Regions from separate parts of the Ovis aries genome. Here region 1 is linked to region 2. Evidence: chromatin contacts called from public Hi-C data. All regions are on one chromosome and are shown on one strand. Each heading gives the region's core, a stretch centred on a gene start, on an enhancer-like site or on the middle of the called end of the contact. The rest is flanking DNA. Distances are from core to core; before and after follow the strand shown. Region 1 overlaps LOC114117304 (a long non-coding RNA gene). Region 2 overlaps LAMB3 (laminin subunit beta 3).

The links. Hi-C and Micro-C count contacts between places; a contact is called where the count stands out from the background.
Region 1: a contact with region 2 is called in a Hi-C map of hypothalamus, with 10 times the contacts expected there. The contact joins two enhancer-like sites. A contact is called at or near these places in 14 of 16 Hi-C or Micro-C datasets (blood, hypothalamus, liver and 7 more).

The regions. Positions count from the first base shown.
Region 1 is chr12:73,209,648-73,212,347 of ARS-UI_Ramb_v3.0, forward strand. It overlaps LOC114117304 (a long non-coding RNA gene), which reads left to right. Exons shown (of 6, transcript XR_009595879.1): 2 at 953-1,534; 3 at 2,230-2,700. Among named protein-coding and RNA genes, the nearest start is that of CAMK1G, 7.2 kb to the left of the region's middle. Within about 2 kb of position 1,369, at least 10 of the 54 cell types and tissues checked have an H3K27ac peak or open chromatin away from gene starts, as enhancers often do.
Region 2 is chr12:73,076,375-73,079,074 of ARS-UI_Ramb_v3.0, forward strand. The region is part of intron 1 of LAMB3 (laminin subunit beta 3); the gene reads left to right. Among named protein-coding and RNA genes, the nearest start is that of G0S2, 16 kb to the right of the region's middle. Within about 2 kb of position 1,412, at least 6 of the 54 cell types and tissues checked have an H3K27ac peak or open chromatin away from gene starts, as enhancers often do.

The sequences.
Region 1 (2,700 bases), core at 119-2,618, 130 kb after region 2:
TAAAAGGAGAGTTTTCTGGTGCGTCCTGAGTTTGACACCATTAATGATGGGCAGAGCAGGAGTTCAGCCCATTAGTAACAGGCTACCATGAGCTGCCTCACGCACACGCAGAATCCAAAAGAAGATACCAAACAGTTCTTTTCTTCTGGTTTTGTTGCATCTTGCAATTTCTTTAGGGTCCGCAGAATTGGGTGTTGGGTGGCCTATTCAGTCAGCGTCTCTGGCTACTTCCCCATGCCCCCTCCACCTAGGGAGGAAGGTATCAGTCCATGACAACTGGGCTTCCTCTTTCTGCTTTCCTCTTCCCCACGATTCCTCCATCCTATATACCCTCCCCTCACATCTTTCTGTCCTTTTCTGCTTTCTGTCCTTCTCAGGTTCAGCAAGTCTTCAGTTAAATCTTGCTCTAGCCTAGATGTGGCTGGGGTGGCTTTGGATCCTGTGGGTGGAATGCCTACAAGGTGAGCAGATTTTCACCTAATCCCCTCCTCACATGCTAGCCGTGTATCTATGGCTGAAAGAATCTGTCAGCTTTATTGCCTTGAGTCATATTCCCAAACGAGCCCAGTCTTGGCATATGCCCTGTTCCAGGAAGAAATGGGGGACAGGACAAAGCCTTTTTCCCCAGACTTTGGATTTTCGGCTGATGACCTAATCAGTTTCTATGTGGGAACTTGCTTCTGGTCCCCAGCAGAGATTGCAGGACACTTTGTCCTCCGTGTCCATCATTATCTGCAGTTTTTCCATATCCATAGCTGGTGGAATCAATCATGACTCTCCAAGGTCACCAGTGTGACCTTGAAAGACAGTAGGGGGAGGGGTTAAGGGTAGTGGGTAGGCAGTCATGCATATCATTTGCCTGATTCAAAGTTTTGTTAAGGCTGCTTAACAAAGCACCCTAGTGTGCAATTTGATTTTAACCTCCTTTTTCTGTTTCTTCTTAACCCTGCAGGGGATGGACAAATAGACTGGCGTATAAAAATTATGATGGCGAAAATTTCACTGAAGAATTCAGCCCACATCACCACATTTACAGAGATGCCCCAGACTGGGGATTAGGTGACCAACCATTGGTCCCCAAAGCATTTTTTCTTCTTTTTTTTCTATCTAAGCAAGCTGGGATTAGTCGAAATCTCAAGGATCTTCCTGTTCTGCTCTGTGAAATTGGGTTAACAGTGTCAGTCTACCCCATGAGTCTGTCAGGGTCAAATGACACGAAACGATGTGTGTGGAATATGAAAAGTAATGCTGTGTCTATTTCCGGTTGAAGTAATGTGTCTGACGCCAGGTCCCCTGCCTTGGGCAGAGTTACAGTACAGCAGGGCTGCTCTCGGCTTCTCCGGAGGGAGGCGGGGTAGCCGGGCTCCCTCTGTGCCAGTGCGAGCTGCCACTGCCCTCTAGTGACAGCCTTCTGACCAAACGTGCTGTCTGCCCTCTGGCTGACGGGGAGAGCAGACCTCTTCCTGTAGGACTGTTTCTGACCCATCCTTCGTCAATAAATCCTCACCTCAAATTCTCCACGTGTGTGCTCTGGGTGGGTGAGCGCTGCTCTTTTCCATGCTATTCTACGAATTGACAAATATGTGTCAGGAGTCTGCTATGGGGGTGGGCAGTGTCCGGGGTCTGCTATGGGGGTGGGCTGTGTCCGGGATCTCTTATGGGGGTGGGCTGTGTCCGGGGTCTACCATGCGGGATGGGCAGTGTCAGGGGTCTCCTATGGGGGTGGGCTGTGTCAGGGGTCTCCTATGGGGGTGGGCTGTGTCAGGGGTCTCCTATGGGGGTGGGCTGTGTCTGGGATCTCCTATGGGGGTGGGCTGGTCAGGGGTCTACTATGGGGGTGGGCTGTGTCCGGGGTCTGCTATGGGAGTGGGTTGTGTCCGTGATCTCCCGTGGGGGTGGGCTGTATCTGGGATCTCCTATGGGGGTGGGCAGTGTCAGGGGTCTGCTATAGGGGTGGGCTGTGTCCAGGATCTCCTATGGGGGTGAGCTGTGTCAAGGGTCTACTATAGGGGGTGGGCTGTGCCAGGCATGGAGATGACTCCCCGCCTCACCCATGTTCTGTCTCTTTGAGGAGTGGGCGATCTCACACCAGTTATCCGCAGGAGGTCAACCTGCTGGAAAATTTCCCGGGGTGATAACTGAGCCTCCCGCCATGTCCCTTGGCCCCCCGTCATGGAAGTGACCCGACAGGACCAAAGAGATGACCTGCTGACTGTCTCCATCCCCCAGGTGCCCAGCACAGAGGCGTTCTGGAAGGACCCACCTACTGAAGAATCTGTCTGCTGAATGAATAAGTTGACCTTCAGGAGTGCCTTCCTGGATACACCCGGAAATTCTCTAACATGTGTACATCTCCTTGAGGGTCACAGTGAGGAAGTTAGGCGTCAGATGGGAGAGAAGACTTGGAACTGCCTTTTAAGTGTCTGACTACGAGTTCCTAGGCAGTTTGTTAACCTTTCTGTTTCTCTTACGCAAAATGCACCCAAGGGAACCACCTTTCTCGGCTAGAGGGGCCTAAGAATTAAATGAGACAATGTACCTGAACTCCCTGGAAAAGGATCTGCGCTCAGGAAGTGGACCCTTTGAGGGTGTGAGTGAGAGAGACAGGGCAGGGACCTGCACAGAGAGGAGGGCGGCTCAGAGGCTGGGCAGATGGGGAAGGGGCCGTGTCCTCATAGATGGTAGGCGTGACTGCACGAG
Region 2 (2,700 bases), core at 162-2,661:
GTAGTCTCTATGAGGTGCCAGAGGTCACAGCGTGGAAGCTTCTGAGAGGTCAAGGAGGATGAGAAGTGATAAAAATACATTGGGTCTGGATATAGGAATCGCTGACCAACCTAGACAGCATATTAAAAAGCAGAGACATTATTTTGCCAACAAAGGTCCATCTAGTCAAAGCTATGGTTTTTCTACTAGTCATGTATGGATGTGAGAGTTGGACTATCAAGAAAGCTGAGTGCCGAAAAATTGATGCTTTTGAACTGTGGTGTTGGAGAAGACTCTTGAGAGTCCCTTGGACTGCAAGGAGATCCAACCAGTCCATCCTAAAGGAAATCACTCCTGACTATTCATTGGAAAGACTGATGCTGAAGCTGAAACTCCAGTGCTTTGGAGTGATGTGAAGAACTGACTCATTGGAAAAGACCCTGATGCTGGGAAAGATTGAAGGTGGGAAGAGAAGGGGACAACAGAGGATGAGATGGTTGGATGGCATCCCTGACTCAATGGACATGAGTTTGAGCTAGCTCTGGGAGTTGGTGATGGACAGGGAAGCCTGGCATGCTGCAGTCCATGGGGTCCTAAAGAGTTGGACATGACTGAGCAACTGAACTGAGCTGAGCTGGAGGCCCGTCAGGGCTCTGAAGGCGCTGAGGCCGGAACGCTATGGGTTGAGGAGGAATGTATTTGAGGAAAGAACATTTTTAGTGTGAGTGTTGGGGAGAGGAGCTTTTGAGGAGATTGGGTTGCGGGATGTGCAGATCTGAAGGAGGGTTCTGATCTTTAGGACAGCAGTGAGCTAAGGTTTCATTTAAATGGTTTTGAGTATTTTCTCTGTCCCAGACACAGCGCTGGGGTGAGCGTGCTTTCAGCTTGTGGGAAAGATCCGACAGAGTCCCTGACTAGTGAATCACTGGAGCGGCAAGAGTTACAGGGTCCGAGGACTGGGCATGCGGAGACTCAAGGAAATAAGGTGAGGGTGGACATCGAACTCTTGCGGTCTCCTTCTAAATTCAGCGAGTTTTTAGCCTAATGTGTTTCCTTCCTTCGATTTTTGATTTTTGAGAGGCACATGGATCTGACTTCTCCATCTGTCCATTTCTGTTGGAGGGCGGGAGGGGAAGAAGGTGGGAAGCTGAATCGCTTAAGGCCCCCTTTCCCTCACGTTTAGCCACAGTATGTAGCTTTTATTCTCACTTCCGCCTCCTCCTGCTGTTCCTGGTCTGTGTACAGTCACACCTGTAAAGCAGGAGATGTCTTTCCCAGGTTGGTTGAATTTTTCCTTTTCTGTCTGATGAGAGGTTCATGAAGTTTGAAGTCTGGGAAACAGCCTGGGAAAAGGGCTTTACAGCAAGGGAGGGGGAATGTCTAGGTTTAGGATGTTAAGAGTTTTGACAGGTGTTTGCCAGCAGAGGGAGCCCCAGGGCTGGGCGAGAAAGCTCAGACTGCGTGCGTACACGCGTGCTGACTCCATGGAGCATAGCCCAGGCTCATCTGTCCTTGGGGTTCCCCAGGCAAGAATAATGCAGTGGGTTGCTATTTCCTACTACAAGGTATCTTCCCCATTCAGGTATCGAACCCGAGTCTCCTGCACTGGCAGGTGGCTTCTTTACCACTGTGCCGCCTGGGAAGCACAGATTCCTGGGGTTTAAAAATCTCAGTCCAGAGGGTTTTTGGGTTTATCGGTTAAGATAAGAGAAGATGAAAGAGGGAAGGAGGGAGGAAGAAGACGGGCTCACAATACACCAACATATACACAGAAACAGTTACACAAAAATCACATAACCCCATCCCCCACCCCTCCCTCCACGCGCTCACAGTTTCTGCTTCAGTCCAGTGATTCCTAAAACTTGCTGTGCAGTTAAATCATCTGGGGGAGGTAAGGGCAGATTCCCAGGCCCTTGAATGGGAGCCATCAAGGTTGGGACCCAGGAATTTGTATTTTTGCAAAGTGCCCAGGAGATTCTGAAGTAGCCTTTAGACAAACAAACTGGCCAACACCTCTGGGTAGTTAGGTAAATATTTCAAGTAGAGCTTGTTTGAGACTGAATTTAATGGCTCCAGCCATCAACATGTTGAGTGGTAAAAGAATGTAATCCATGGATGCTGTTGTGACTGAGTCATTTCCTTTCTCTCTTTCCTTCTTTTTCTCCCCTCTCTCTTCTTTCCTTTCCAAGTAATTTTTGTATTCATTAATATAATACAAAGTCACATGATATCAAAAAGCTTATAATGCTAACAGCAACCCTTGCTTCTCCCTTCCCCATGCCCAGGTCCCTTTCAAGGGCAACCACATTTTAAAATCCTATTTCTTTCCTCTGATTAACTCCATATTTTAAAACATTTACTGCCGTTCTTGATTTTGTACCATTAGAAATTATTTATTGATTTCCCACTAAGGGACTATTAGGACTTGCCATTTTATTTTACAACACACACAGATGCTCATTCCCTTCCAGCTAGGTTCCTAACACTGTTAAATCACAATTTTAATGAAATCATTAGTCAGTGTTCATATTATGATGACTGATTTTTTTTGCAGCTCAACAGTTTGCTGTACAGTGATTGCTTGTCTTTGTTTTCCTCTATGCCCCCTCCCCCCACCAGGAGTTAATAATCGTCTCATTTTTGCTTGTTTGCTCACTCAGTTGTCATGTTCTCCAAATCCTCTGGTAAAAGCAACACAGCTCAAATAAACGGGCCCAATTA